2 separate regions of the Sus scrofa genome follow, and region 2 is linked to region 1. Evidence: chromatin contacts called from public Hi-C data. All regions are on one chromosome and are shown on one strand. Each heading gives the region's core, a stretch centred on a gene start, on an enhancer-like site or on the middle of the called end of the contact. The rest is flanking DNA. Distances are from core to core; before and after follow the strand shown.

What was found. Hi-C and Micro-C count contacts between places; a contact is called where the count stands out from the background.
Region 2: a Hi-C map of liver shows a contact between it and region 1, with 1.7 times the contacts expected there. The contact joins the promoter of SDC4 here to the promoter of HNF4A in region 1. A contact is called at or near these places in 1 of 5 promoter capture datasets (liver) and 1 of 47 Hi-C or Micro-C datasets (liver).

The regions. Positions count from the first base shown.
Region 1 is chr17:46,818,902-46,823,501 of Sscrofa11.1, reverse strand. HNF4A (hepatocyte nuclear factor 4 alpha) reads right to left here and starts at 2,581. Exons shown (of 10, transcript NM_001044571.1): 1 at 2,301-2,581. The coding sequence starts at 2,415.
Region 2 is chr17:47,668,665-47,672,914 of Sscrofa11.1, reverse strand. SDC4 (syndecan 4) reads left to right here and starts at 2,429. Exons shown (of 5, transcript NM_214284.1): 1 at 2,429-2,534. The coding sequence starts at 2,463.

The DNA of each region.
Region 1 (4,600 bases), core at 1,332-3,831:
CCGTATCCTGGGCAGGATAGGCTGGGTGCTGCCAAGTATGTCATCCCACCCCCAGGTTAGCTGATGGCCCCCATTCTCCAGGGGACAATGTCAAGTCTCGGAGAGGACAGGACTGGCCCAGAGCCATCACACAACTGTTAAGTAGAGGAGCTAGATTTGTGGTCCAGGGGTACAGGCCAGTGCTGTCCTCCCTCGTTGGGGTGTCTGTTGGGGGGTCTCATAAACAAGGACCCCCTGCTGCTTCTGAGTCGGGGGAGGGAGACAGGTGGGGGGCTATCCCTGGAGGCTTTGAGCTACTAGCCCAGGATGTCTGCAGAACATAAACCCAACTCTCAGTCCACTTCAACTCTCAGTCCAGTGGGGAATGTAGATCTTCCTACAGATGCTCAGAGTTCATGAGAAAACTCACGTGGGGCCAGGACCAGTTATCCGTGCTAAGCACATGGGTGCCTTATCTATTGAATCCTCTGGTTAGCCCAGGGAGGCAGGTGCTGTGATTTATTCCCATTTTACAGAGGAGAAAACTGAGGCTCAGAGAATAGCTTGGCAAATTCACACTGGTAGGAAGGATCTATGCCAGAATATGAACCCAGATCTTTCTGGCTCCAGAGCTGGAGGCTCTCCTGTCTTCAGCACACCCAGTAAGGAGCTTGGCCTCTGCCTCGGGAACACACAGCTCCCAGGAGCTAGAGGCGCATGCTCTGAAGGATGACGGGGCCGGGCCCAGGGAGCAGTCCAGGGCTGGGCGGTGGCCTGGTATAGCAGCACACCCTGTCCCTCTGGGTTCACACACACCCTGCCTCGTGCAGCGGTGTGTTGTTTACCACTTCCTGCATCTTTTCCCCTCACTGCCCTCACGTGATCCGCGGACACTCCTCAGAGCCGGCCGGCCAGCGGGCCTCCAGTGACTAAGCCCATTTTGTAGAGGATGCAGGAGAGGAGAGGCGACATACCCAAGGTTACACAGTGAGTGGATGGCCGGGGCAGGTGAGCAGCTGGTGAGACTGACCATGGGCAGGGCAGACGCCTCTTTCTGGCTGAGCTGACCTGACCCGAGTTCTGTAGCCCTCGGCTGAAGCCACGGGGCCATGGAAGGAAGGCAGGTGGGAGGCTGACTTCGGCCAGCTGCCCCCTCTCCTCTGAGGCTGGCCTGTGACCAGTTAAGTCCTGGCGTCCTGGCTTCCCAGGCCTCCTCCCTCCCCCCACCTCCTTGTGGAGACCCCCCCCCGCCCCTGCTTTCAGATGTGCCCTCGGTGATAGGGGAGCAGACGTATAAACTCGGGGAGAGACACACAGGCGACACAATCTGCTCTGAGTCAAATGGACATGTTGCTGATGTGAATTGCGTTGTCCAATGGCCATCCTGCACATCAGGTCTATACAGTCACGTGTGCGCTGGAGAGCGCTGACCAGCCAGGGCAGGATGCACATGCGTACACAAGCGGTACAAACAGAGGCACAAGATGACAGGATGCCCAAATGGGACACACGTCCAGGAAGCCCAGGGCACCCAAGACAACCCACATCCACAGCATAGGTGTGCAAACATGCACAGACAGTTGTACACACACTCGTCACCGCTCCTGGACCTAAGCAACAAACACAGGCGTCCTCAGAGACATCAACAAACACAGACCTGCTCAGTGAACAAATGAGAATAAAAACGAATGCAGAACACACACACATACGTACACACAGGGGAACACAGATGTGCAAATGGATTCCCATAGACACACATTTGCAATATAGTCCACTGCCCACCCACACGCATTATGTGGAAACTCATACATGCAAGCCCAGAGGAGGTCATGATCACACACACACACACACACACACACACACACACACACACACACGCACACACACAACTGCTGATCTGTCTCATTTAGCAGAACCTCTCTAAGTGGGGCTTCTCTCCCAAAAGTCCCAAAGACACCCTGAAACACAGTTGTGCTCCATCCACCGTCTCTGGGGACAGGACATACCTTGCCATTTCTCAGCACCTGGGCCTAAGGGGTTCAGGAAGGGGCCAGGTTGGGCCAATGCCTGGAGCAGGACGCCAAGAGGAAGCTCACCATCACTTTCCCGCCCCCACAGGCTGAGCGGGAAGAGCTTTGGTAACAGGGTCACCCTACCTGGGCATATTTGCTTTTCCTGGCAACACCTGGGCTCAGCTATGGGACCACCGGGCTCGTCTGTCATTCTCCTCCCAGCCCCAAACTGAGCGCCACAGACTCGCTCCCGTCCCTGGGCAGACCTGCCCCCAGCGGGCGCGCCTGGACACGGCCGCCCCCACCTACCATTGCCCATGGTCAACACCTGCACATTCTCGAATTCCAGGGTGGTGTAGGCTGGGTCCAGCGCAGCACTGTAGTCGGCCATGTCCATGTCGACCAGGGTTTTGGAGAGGCGCATCCTCCCCTCTCCACACGTCGGCCACTTGCCCTGCCCAGGATGTCCACCCCGAAGGCTCTGGGCCGAGCCCCGGCCCCCGCCCTCCGCCCTCCCACTGCCTCCTCCCAGGTGCCCCCTCTGCCTTCCTGGGTTTCAAACCGTCCTCTGGGAGGATCTGCCGGGAGTCCTGGCCTAGCCTCTCCGAAGGGGTGGAGGCTCTGCGGGGAGGGGTGGGGGTTAATGGTTAATCGGCTCCCCCACTGGTGGACGGGCTGGGCGGGGCTGCGGGGATTGGGCTGTTTGTTGGTTTCTGGCTGACACCCGGGGGTGCTATTACAATGGATGGGGCCCAATATTGTGTTATCAATTCTATAAGACGGGCACTAAGTCACCAGCGCTCATTTGACCCTGACTCAGCCACCCTCCATGTCACCGTCACCCCACGTCAGGCTGACAGGCTAACATATACCCTCGGAACCTGACAGCCCACCTCCACGATGCCCTAATTCAGTAACCTCCCAAATCTTTGACGTCTGCCCTCAATGCTCTTGCAGGGATAAAGCTGCCTCCTGGCTCAGAAATCAAACATGTAAATCCAGGCCCCAGATACCAATCTTCTAGATCTCATTCTGGGAGCTTCCTTCCAGTTTCCTGCCTCACCTGGGAACAGGAAGGACTGAGAGGGCCAGACTCCTGACCGCCTCTCCTCCCCTGCTCCCCATGACTCTGCTCTGGCCTCCACCAGCCCCCACAGCGCCCAGCTGCTCAGGCCCAGACAGACTCCATCTCCCTGTCACCTCCTCCTGCTCTCCTCCCCCACCCCCCCCCCCCAGAACAGACCGAGACAAGGCTTCCAGCCCCACAGAGCTGGATTAACATTCAGGCGCCTAGCACCTGCTAATCGTGACTTTGGGTAAATGATTCTCCTCTCTGAGCCTCAGTTTCCTCTTGTAGAAAATGCACAATCAACTTCAAAGGGTGGCCTGAGTATTAAATGAGATGGCACTAGGAAAACAGCAGGTGGTGCCTCGTAAGCATCCATCCCCCTTCTCCTCCATGCCTCCTTGGCCTCCCTTTTCTAGCTCCCTTGTTTCTCCCCATCCTCATGCCCCGGCCAGCGTGGGCTTTGTGGGTCAGCCACCTGAGCAGGGCACAGCGCTCCACACTTAGGCTCCTGTGTTTGGATCAGTGCTATTCTGAGCAAGGGGCCCTGCATTTCTGTTTCGGACTGGGCCCTGATAATTATGTGGCTGGTTCTACTTGCCTTCAACTCCTGGCTCACTTCTCTCTTCCTACACCCTCTAGGCCTCAGTGCCCGCTATAGCGACACTTTCAAGAGCTCCTGATCTCGCTGGGGAAGTAAGGTCACAAGGTAGACGTGGAAAGTGTAGGCCACGGTGGAAGGACCTGGGACTCCAGAGACCTGGGAACCTGTCTTCTGCTGGCCGGAAGGGCCAGGCAGGGGGATTTGGTTACAAGAATGGGTGAATTAGCGAGTGAGAAGGTGAGTGAGTTGAAGACTGAGCAAATTAATATGCGAGGACGGGAATTGATGAGCAAGTGAATTACTGCAAGTGTGAATGAGTGAATGAGGAAATGAGTGGGTGAAGGGACGAGTGGGCAAATTGGTGGGAGAGGCAGCCAGTGTTTGGGGATGTGGAGGCAGCCTCTGCATATTCTCCCAACTATCAGTAGCCCTTTCTCTGCCCCATGCCGATCTGTTCTCCTCCCTCCACCTTCCTCCTGGAGCTGAGATATCTGGGGAGGGGAGTTGGGGGGAGAAGTTGTTCTGGAGGAGAAGAGAGACTGAATTTGGCTTCAGGAAACCTTAGGAACTACCTCTATCACTATTCGGATGACATTGTTTAACTCACATCTCTCTAAGGGCCTCAACTTTCCCATCTGTAAATTGGAGTGAAGATCCTGGGCCAGTTGTTTGTTGATCAGGACAAGACCCTAAGGAGTTCCCGTCATGGCGCAGTGGAAACGAATCCGACTAGGAACCATGAGGTTTTGGGGTTGATCCCTGGCCTTGCTCAGTTGGTTAAGGATCTGGCATTGCCACGAGCTGTGGTGTAGGTCGCAGATGCAGCTTGGATCCCATGTTGCTGTGGCTCTGGCGTAGGCCAGCAGCTACAGCTCTGATTGGACCCCTAGCCTGGGAAGCTCCATATGCTGCGAGTGCAGTGCAGCCCTAAAAGGACAA
Region 2 (4,250 bases), core at 1,180-3,679, 850 kb before region 1:
AAATAGCTGTCAAACTGCAGTGTGCCAAAGCCAGTTCGTATTGGTTCAATTTTTAAGAATTTTGTGGGTAGCTGTTAAACATAGAGCGATCACTAGGGAGTTTCCTGGTGGCTCAGGGTGTTGGGGATCTGGCACTGTCGCCATGGTGGCTCTGGTTACTGCTGTGGCGAGGGTTTGGTCCCCGGCCTGGGAACTTTCTCATGCCGTGGGCGCAGCCAAAAATATGAAAAGTAATAATTACTAAAAATGAAACGATATAAACTTACAATTAAATAAACTTTTAAAAACAAAGAAATAAGTACTCAAATCTCGTCGCTTACTCATTATTTCTCTACATTTTACTGTTATCTATGCTCTTGATATTATGTGCAACAGTTTTATCTGTGTGGTGGAAATACTGCTCATCTCTAACCAACTCCACGTTCAGTGATATCACATCCGTAGCTTGAAATCAGCCATGGGGGAGTATTGACACCACAGAAATTGGCAAATGGTACGGATTAGCACTTCCCACCTCCCCCAAACTGTTGTTACACATTTATCAGCACTAGGCTGTGGGAAACCTTCACTTAAGGAAGTTGGTGGGAACAAAAAGAGTGTTGTTATAACAATGTGATGACAGATAACTGAAAGTGCATAGTGACCTAGCATCAAAAATTATTATTACTATTATTATTATTTTTTGTCTTTTTGCCATTTCTCGGCCCGCTCCCTTGACATATGGAGTTTCCCAGGCTAGGGGTCTAATCGGAGCTGTAGCCACTGGCCTATGCCAGAGCCACAGCAACACCAGATCCGAGCCGCATCTGCCACCTACACCACAGCTCACGGCAACGCCAGATCCTTAACCCACTGAGCGAGGCCAGGGACGGAACCTGCAACCTCATGGTTCCTAGTTGGATTCGTTAATCACTGTGCCATGATGGGAACTCCCAAAAATTATTTTTAATGATCTATCCACTGACAACTAGACTATATCCTGTCCTTCAATTCTAGAGAAATCAAGGATTGCAAAAACCATCTGACTTGCAGAAGGATTTCTTATTCTGACCTGAAATCCATTCATTTTCTCAGTTTGTTTCCCGCCCCTAAGGAAGAGAATTGAGAAGAGCTGAAAATAATTGCTCATCTTTCCATCTGTAGGAGAAAACATGACCCACGTTTGAAGCTGGCTTTACTGTCAAGGGTTTTCTCTGCCTCAAAAGATTTTCATTCTTTGATAATAATTAAGGGATGAAAGAGGGGAAGTCACTCCCAACTCTTCACAAAGTATATGAATTCATAATGTGCCAACAGAGGCCAAATATCCTGGTTCTGAAGCTATGCTTCAGTCTTAGAAAGATGTATAGATATAGATAGACAGCTTTACATCTTTATGCCATATATAACCATATGTATACATACGAAAAAATCAGGAAGAGACAAGTCTAGGCACTTTTGACACTGCGTTTATCACAGGATACTCCCCCAATAATTCCAAAAGCACTTGGAGACTCAGAGGATTTTACCAACACCCCCCACCCCCAGCCCCCTCCACCCACGCACTGTAAGGAGAATATGCAGGGTTGAGGCGGATAGGACCGGCACAAAACTGTCTTTTACAAAGGGTGGAAGCAGATCTGAGAATTAAGATAAACTTGTCCTCAAAGAGAGCAAACTTTTTAGGAAGTTCAAAATCTGGACAACAAATCCCTTAAACCAGAGGTCAGCCACCCTAAGACCAAAAAATCTGCCCGGAGCTTGTTTATGCTCAGCCCATTAAGAACAGTTTTATGTTTTACATTTTTAAATCCTTGGGGGGAAAAAAAATCTAAAGAAGACTGCTATTCATGAAACGTGACATTATATGATATTCAAATGTCAGGGTCCATACTAGTGTTCTGTTAGGACACAGCGACTCTTGTTTTAAATATTTAAGGCTTCCTTTGAGCTACAACGCCAGTTTGTGTAATTGTGACAAACTGGCCCGCAAAGCCTAAAAGGTTTAGCTCTTTACACTAATGACTGTTGACCCCTGGCATAAAATAACCCGTGTTCACTGCCCATTTGGAAAGTTTCATGTCCCTCAGAGGCGAGTGTACTGGTCGCAAGGGCGCAGATCTCAAGTCAAGACCCCGGGCAAGTCCTTCCAGTCTGTGGGCCTCAGCTTCCCCAACTGTAAATAGGGTTAGGCTCAGTGATCTCGCCTAACTGACCTGCCTAGCAAGGGATCGGGGCTCCCGGAGGCCAGGGATTTGGGGGACCGAGCGGCCCGCGCGCCCGAGACGGGTCCCTTGGGTTTCCAGCGGGGCTGGCAGGCGCAGCGCCCCGGAGGCCCGGCTTTCGCGGGGGAATTCCGGGCGGGGTGCTGGCAGCGGGGGCGGGGCGGGGCGGGGCCTGGGCGGGGCCACTCACCGCCTATAAGAAGGGCGACGCGCCAGCCCTGGCCACCCGCCTGAGCGCCCTCTCCGGACCGCAGAGCCATGGCCTCCCCTCGCCTGCTCGCGCTGCTGCTGCTCCTCGTGGGAGCCTTTAACGCCGCCGCCGCCGAGTCGGTGGGTGCTTGAAGATCCCCGGGGGGGCGGACCGGTGCTTCCTTTGTTCTGGGGTCCTGAGATGGGGGGGCAGCCTGGGGGCTGCGCCGCCCCCAACTAGACGCCGAGGGCAGGGAAACTTTGTTGGAAACTTGGCTCGCGAGTCCCAGGGAGGCTCTGGGGCGAGGGGGCTGGGTGGCTCCTCCACATGCCGTGCGCCCCCAGCCTGTTGCGCTTCCCGCCTCCCCCTGATTTCAGCCCCGCCGCGGACTCCAGGCTCGGACGTGACTAAGCCGGTGTCACCTCTTCTCTCCTCACCCACTCTCTCCTTCCCTGATGATCCTGGGGCAGATTCGGAGCCATGGCGCCCCCTCCTCACCCCCTAGAACCCGTGATGCCCTGGATGAAGGGGGTTGCGTGAACTCGGAAGGGGGAGGGGTTTCGGGTTCTGTGGGGCCTTGTTTCACACACCGGGACGGAGGACTGAGCCCTGACCTCAGTCCTGGCCGCAGCCCTGCCACTGGTCTGTGGCTTCGGGCAGGGCCCTGCCCCTTCTGAGTCTCGATTTTCCCATCGGCACAAAGCGTATGTAGAACTGGGGCAGGAGGTGACCAGTGCTACTTTAGGATCCCTACGGAGTTGGGACTCCAGTCTTTCAAGAGTGAACGGGAGGGACGGTTTAGGCTTGGCACTTCACCGGGAGTGGAGCCTCTGTTTTTGGCCAGAAGAGGGTTTATTTCTGATGATCTGCACCCGGGAGATCCGAAGCACCCACCTTGGGTTGTGTGAAAGGGGTGCTGGGGGAAGAGAAGGTCTCCATGAGCCCTGAGAAGCCTCTGCTCACTGCCAACTGTTCTCTGCTTGTAGTTTACAAAGCCCTGGGCCCACCACCAGATCCATTCATCCCAGCAGCCAGTGGGGAAGGAGGGAGGCAGTTTCATCTGGGAAGTAGGGATGTAGGAATTGCTCAGCGAGGCCTTCTGCCCACCCCAACCCCCAAGAGCCGGGGCTTTGTGCCTCTTCGGTGCCCTTAAACCTTGATTTTGAAGAGAGCAAGTCTAGTGGAGTTTAATCATTAATGTCAGTTCTTTGTGGGGCTCCTGTTTCTCTGGGATTACTTAGGGGAGATCATTTCTGACTTCAGCTGGGGTACGAATAAGACCCTGAGCGCCCCTCACCCCCGTGCCCGCTGCCCCTTGTAGCCCTGAGTGATGGCACTGAGCTGATGTTCTGACAGCCTTTTCTGGGGGGGGAGTTGGGGCGGGCGAGTGGAAGTTCCCAGGCCAGTGATCGACCCTGCCCCACACTAGTGGCTCTGGCTGCAGTGACAAGGGCAGATGGTTAACTCGCTTCTCCATAGGAGATCTCTTCTGATAGCTTTCTAATAGTCGTTCTAATGGCTCTATCAGCTAGCTTAATTAAGCCCTTCTGCTCACTGTTTTAAACTGGTCCTGAGGCTAGAGAGGTTAACTAACCTGCCCAAGGTCACACAGCAGATAAAGGACTGCGTCAGAAGCAAATTTAGGCAGTCAGGGTTCCAAGTCCCTTTTTAAATCTATTGCTTGTATCTGAACTTGTAGGCTGATGCTACTCTTGAGAGGCTGCTGTTGCGTCCCACACTCGGTTCACTCAAGACTTTAGAACCTGTAGAGGTCTGGGGCTGGCCGGCCACAAGGCGTTCTGGGACAGAAGGAAATCGAGGCCCAGAGTCAGGTGATGACTTTCCCAAACTCATAC